Regions from separate parts of the Mus musculus genome. Here region 1 is linked to region 2. A link is a contact called in public HiCAR-type data. All regions are on one chromosome and are shown on one strand. Each heading gives the region's core, a stretch centred on a gene start, on an enhancer-like site or on the middle of the called end of the contact. The rest is flanking DNA. Distances are from core to core; before and after follow the strand shown. Region 1 holds the start of Prex1 (phosphatidylinositol-3,4,5-trisphosphate-dependent Rac exchange factor 1). Region 2 holds the start of Ywhab (tyrosine 3-monooxygenase/tryptophan 5-monooxygenase activation protein, beta polypeptide).

Evidence for each region. HiCAR-type assays count read pairs that join an accessible place to other places.
Region 1: a contact with region 2 is called in a HiCAR-type map of astrocytes, with 6 times the contacts expected there. The contact joins the promoter of Prex1 here to the promoter of Ywhab in region 2. A contact is called at or near these places in 1 of 39 promoter capture datasets (liver) and 1 of 115 datasets of contacts at active chromatin or transcription factors (astrocytes).

The regions. Positions count from the first base shown.
Region 1 is chr2:166,712,532-166,715,413 of GRCm38.p6, reverse strand. Prex1 (phosphatidylinositol-3,4,5-trisphosphate-dependent Rac exchange factor 1) reads left to right here and starts at 1,582. Exons shown (of 40, transcript NM_177782.3): 1 at 1,582-1,899. The coding sequence starts at 1,696. It overlaps Gm46777 (a long non-coding RNA gene), which reads right to left and starts at 1,585. Exons shown (of 3, transcript XR_001783555.2): 1 at 1-1,585.
Region 2 is chr2:163,993,518-163,996,469 of GRCm38.p6, reverse strand. It overlaps Ywhab (tyrosine 3-monooxygenase/tryptophan 5-monooxygenase activation protein, beta polypeptide), which reads right to left and starts at 1,273. Exons shown (of 6, transcript NM_018753.6): 1 at 1,105-1,273.

The DNA.
Region 1 (2,882 bases), core at 333-2,832, 2.7 Mb before region 2:
CAGATTAAAAAAAAAAAAATGGAGCTTCAGAAAGGTGAAGTGTCTTGGCCAAGGTCACCCAGGCAGCTGGATTTGGCTGGCTCGTGACTGCTACCAGCTAGCGAGTAATGATTTCAAGACAGGGCCCACTGAAACCCAAAAAGGTGCTGGATCTAAGGACAGAAGCAGTGTTATGTCTGGAAAGCTCAGAAACAAGAAGATAATGATTCTTTGGAAACACTCACTCCATGACCAATACCTGATGGGCTCACCCTTTTACATCCATTTACCTAGGATACCTTGCCCACATCAAATGTCACGGTGCCCTAGGCCCCAAAGGAACAGGGCCAGGGGTAGCAGGAGCTACCACAGTCTCTCCTCTATCCTTGTGCAAAAGACTGTTTTACTTCAAGGCCCCAGAGAACTATTCTAGGCATCTTGAAGGGAAGTAAATAGAGGACAGTGCTCCTGCCCCAGAAATGATGACACTCCACAGAGGCTATTTTGTGAAACAGGGACTGACTCCATAGGAGATAATAGATCTGAGGCGGGGCAGGTAGGGATTGAACAAGCAGTTCAGAGGCCCGGTCAAGAGGGCAGTTGACAAAGGCAGGAATAATTAAGAACGAAGATAAGACTTTCTAGGGTGTTAAAATCACTTTCCAGGGACTATGGCTCAGCCGTATGCTGGTCCCTAAGAGTTAGGTGTTACTGTTCTTCCCCTTGTACTGTGAGGCAAACGGAGGAGCTTTAGGTGGGATGGGGGTGCTGACCAAGGTCATCAATGAGGGGCTGAACCCCAGAGGCTGACTCGGGTCCCAATGCCTCTCGAGGGTAAAGGGGGGTTAGCACGTTAACTGAACGTTTGAAAGATCAAGGTCACACAGAACAGCCTGTCGGCTGGCAGCAAAATTCCCATTTTGGCTTTATCTCTGGTGGGTACGAGGGCGGCTTCCTGCAACGGTCTCGTCCAAGTGGGCACCTTTGCTTAGGGATGGGGAGCGCTGGGACAGTAGGCGCAGAGCTCCGACGGAAAGAGAAACAGAAGTAAGGACAAAGATGCAGCTAGAGTTCTTCCAAGGTCACCGTAAGCCGAGGGCATGAGCGGCCGTGTTGGTGGGGGCGTCGAGCTGCTCTTCCGGGCGTCAGGAGATGCGCGTGGTGGTCGCTGATCCGGCTCCAGCAGATCACCCACGGGGCACTCCTTACGGGTGGATGGCGCGAGCTGCTCTTGCAGAACTGCTGAATGGGTCTTGGCCTACAGACTCAGCAGAACCACGACCTGACTGGGGTCTGGGGCGACGCATTTCCAGCCCCAAACTCTGACTGTGCGGCGCGCGCACGAACCGGCTCTTGGCCGACGCTCCCTGGAAGCCGGGAGGGGGCTCCGCCCAATCCCCGCCCAATCCCACCAGACTCCGCCCCAGCTCAGTCCATTCTCCATTAGTCCCCGCCCAGTTTCCGCATGAGGTGCCGCCCCACCCCGTCCATTTTCTACAAAGATCCCCGCCCACTAGCAGATTGACCCCGCCTCCTTCCCCGCCCATCGCTCAGCCCTCTCTACCAAGGCCCCGCCCATACACCATGACCCCGCCCAGGTCCCGCCCCCGCTCCGCCTGCCCCGGGCCCGCTGAGCGGCGCCTGTCCGGGATGCGGAGCCCGGACGCCTAAGCCGCGGCGCGACCTCGGCGCGGGAAGTTCGGGCGCCGCGCGGCTATGGAGGCACCCGGCAGCGGTGGTGGTGACGGCGGCGGGGACCCAGGCGGGGACGGTGCGCATCCCGATGCTCGCGGCCCCGTCTCCGGGCCGTGCGCGGCCGCCCGCGACTCGGAGCGCCAGCTGCGCCTCCGTCTGTGCGTACTCAACGAGATCCTGGGCACCGAGCGCGACTACGTGGGCACCTTGCGTTTCCTGCAGTCGGTGAGCTCCCGCCACCTGTGGCCGGCCGGCCCGCGTTGCGCTTTTGTCTGTGGCTCCCCGCCTTGTGCATAGTTTGAAATGGTTACATCCGCGCGGCCGCTGCCCGGGGCCGCCCCGCTGGGGGGCCAGTGTAGGGAGAAGCCCGGGTAGGGGCTCCTTAGCTGCACCGGGGACCCTGGGCTCCGTAGCCTTGCCCCAGCTCGAATTGCACAGTCAAAGCCTTAGACTGCAAAACAGCGTCCGAGTGCGTCTGTGTACCACGCACCTTACACTGGTATCAGCAGACTGTGCCGTTACCGGGCTCATCAGTAGGTTATATTTTCTGATCCTTAAGATCAGGGAAGAGTTCGGCTCCAGAGAGGTTGAGTCCCTTGCTCTGGATAGTTCTGCAGGCTACGTCGTAGGGTTGGATGCAGGGCGGTGACCCAGGGCAGCCCTGCGGGGGCTTTAAACTCCGGTACGTAGTTGCCCTGGTGTCTCTAGTGAGAATGAGGAAGGGGCCACTTCCCTACCCTCCTAGGAAGTGAGAAAACTGGAGGGGGTGGGAAGGGCTGGTCTTAGAGACCTGAGGGCTTTAATCTCCGTGCCTCCTGCTGGGGCCGCTTTAACTCCCTTCTTGGGTTGGAGGAAGTCTTAACCCTGCTTCAGGAAGGCGTGCGTTTGTGTGTGTGTGTGTGTGTGTTTCAAGAGACCCCCAATCACACTGGAGTTCTCTCCATCTGGGAAAAAGAAACACTCAATGGCTTAAGGATGCAGGGGAGTCTGTGTGAGGTCGGGGGGGGGGGTTCCCACTGAGGGAGGAGGGAGTACGAAGTTGGGGGGGGGGAAGACGCTGTGTGGAGGCATTGAAAGCCCTTTGGCCCAAGGATCCTTCTGGAAAGGCCTGTGAGAATAAGACAGGGTTGGCTTTCTTTCCCATCTCTTCCTCTCTCACAGTTGAGAAGGGGGTGGGGGAGAGAGAGAGAGAGAGAGAGAGAGAGAGA
Region 2 (2,952 bases), core at 24-2,523:
CACAGGAACACCTGAGATACAGTGAGAAATGTAATTTTCATATTCTCTTAAGCGCTACACCTTTCTGCACCGGCTCCCGGGATTTTAGAGATTTGTAACATCTTGCCAGATTCCACCTCCCACACCAGGCAAGTAAAATCAAGAGTCCAGTGCTATCTAGTCTCACCAGAGAAAATGTACTGAAGGCAAGGACATGAGCCATGCATTTTTACAGAGGTTGGCAAATTCTCACCAACGCTGCCACCTTTGGAATCCTCGATGCACGCATGTTCTCCATTTGCAACAGACCCAGATGCGCTCATCTTGCAAAAAAGGGTCCACATCTTGCCTACTCCTTCCTCAAACACTGAGGTTACTAGACAAATTTCAAACAATATATAACATATACACACACACACACACACACACATATATATATATATATGCCACAAAAAAGTGTATGGATGAATTTGGGGCATGGACACACGAGATTCTGGCAGTAAAAGACGACAAATATCAAGAGAAAAGACTCAATTCTCAGCCTGATCTTCCCCCACCCCATTGGGAATCCGGTTTGAGTCAGTGAAAGGTTCAGATAAATCCATTTCTTAATTCAAACCTCAACCCTGCTGTCAGGGAATCTCGGGTCCAGCTGGGTTTCCCACACCAGCGATGATGAAACAGCTTTACTGCAAAGTGGGAGAGGGATTCGCCCCAGCTGTCGCCAAGGTTAAACCCTTACTCATCCAGGGGAGTGCGGCAGGGGCGTCGCGGCTCGGGAACTCGCCCGCCTTCGACTAACATTTCAATTTTTGAAAGCCACAAAGAATGAGAGAGGTTGACAGGCCCAGAAGGATGGCTCGGGGCCCGAAGGGAGCAGGCAGGGGCGGCGCCGAGCAGAGATGGTGCCGGAGGGGGGGAGCCTGCGGCCCAGCGGTCCCCAGCCGCGCAGGCCTGGCCGCACCCCGTACGGCGCGCCGAGAGAGAAGCCCGGGCTTCCCGCGGAGGCGCAGGCCTGGCCGGAAGCGGGGAGGGGCGGCAGTAAGCCTGGCGGCGACAGTGAGCCTGGCCGCAGCCCGACAAGGGGCTTTGGGCTGGGGCCCCTGGGAGCCACGCCGCACTCACCGCGGAGGACTGGAGGGAGCAAAGGCGCTTCCGGGAAGATCAGAGGGCAGCGACTGCGTCCTTCCCGGGCTCACTCCTCAGGCGGGGCTGGCGGCAGCGGCGGTGGCAGCGACCGTAGGGGCAGTGGCGGCGGTGGCGGCGGCGGCTACCCGGCTCCGGAATCGGCGGCGGCGGTGGCGGCGGCGGCAGCTGCACTTCCGCTCTGGCCACCACTTCCGCTCTAGCCCAAGTCCCGCCCCACCCTGAGTCGATTCCTCATTGGGTGAATGAGGCACGGGGTTGCTCCGTCCTCCTGAAAAGGGCGGTGATAGCCAGGAGGAGGGGATGTCAGGGAGGACCAAGAGGGAGCGGTCGTGGGAGGACGCAGAGCCTGGGTGGGAGCGAGGAGGGGGCGGACGCAGGGAAAGGAAGTGGGGCGGGGGAGCAGGAAAAGGAGGAAGAAGAGAGGGCGGGGCCGAGGTGGCCGCCCCAGGGCTGGGATGTGTGAGAACAGGGCGGGCTCCGGGAGGGCAGGGTTCGGAAGCTTGGAGCGGTCTTGGTTGAGCCTAGGATCGTCTGTTCCTACCCAACCCTGAAAATAATTCTCACGGGGTCGGAGAGCCTAGCAGTGCTTTTAGCTGTGCGTTAAGGGAATGCTTGTAACTAAAGGAGAACAGACAGCCCTCCATTTTCAGTTAGTTCACCTTTCAGTCCTAAAAGGTACTTACTGTTCTTTTCCTAGACCAAGGACGCTTCATGAAGTACCAGGAACAGAACATTTCCAAGGTCTTAATAAAAACAGAAAAACAAAACAAAAAAACCAGTGTACATCAGTTCTTCGTTGAGATTCCCTGGTCCCCAAGTATCCTTCAAAGGGAAATCGTCAGAGACAGAACCCTGGGATCCCCAAACGGCTTTCAGTGTTACCTAAATTTTATTACTACTTCACTCAAGCCTGTTGACCCTTAAGTCTAGCCCTTCAAAATACCTCCACCACCACGCCTTCGTTCATTTCCCACAAATTCCGTGTGGCAATTTTCAGAGTGCTGGGGAGTACAGCAAGACTTGCGTCTTGAAGCTTACAGTTTTTAGAGAAAGAACAAAGTAATAGGCCTTTGTCATTTCTCCTTTTACCCTCACTTAGCTTAATGACAGACTTCAAATTCACCGCTTGACTCTCCAGCCCTGCCCCCATCAAGTACCAAATGATCTTTTCAATGTCATTCTGTGTCCGCTGCTTTGAAACCCATCGCTGATGGCTCCGACTTAATAGTTCCCTGGGCGAGACAATCAGAGCTCTGTCCTTACCCATTATCAGCACCCCAGTTCATTTATATAACTCCCCATCCTCCCAATGTACTGTTCCAGAATGAATAAACACTTTGAGTTAGCTGCTGTCTTAGCTAGGGTTTCTATTGCTGTGATGCTGGGGAGGAAAGGGTTTATTTGACTTACACGGCCAAATTATTCATTACCAAAGAAGTCAGGACAAGAACTCAAACAGGGCAGGAACCTGGAGGTAGGAACGGATGCAGAGGCCATGGAGGAGAGATGCTGCCTTGCTCAGCCTGCTTTCTTATAGAACTCAGAACCATACAAATCAGATTTCTATGGACAGAAAACTGCTGTCTACATTTCTATATGGTAGCTGGGACTATGGAGTGGCTGTCTACTTCAGATTGGGTGTGTATACACAGACTTTCTAGGGTATAAAGGTCATTTTCAAGTCTTTTGTACAGACATTTGTTCTTTAGATGCAGACCACATCAGTCCTGAACCAAGTACAACAACTTTTAACTTGAATGAGATTAAGAGTGCATTGTGTAGGGCTGGCGAGATGGCTCAGTGGTTAAGAGGGCTGACTGCTTT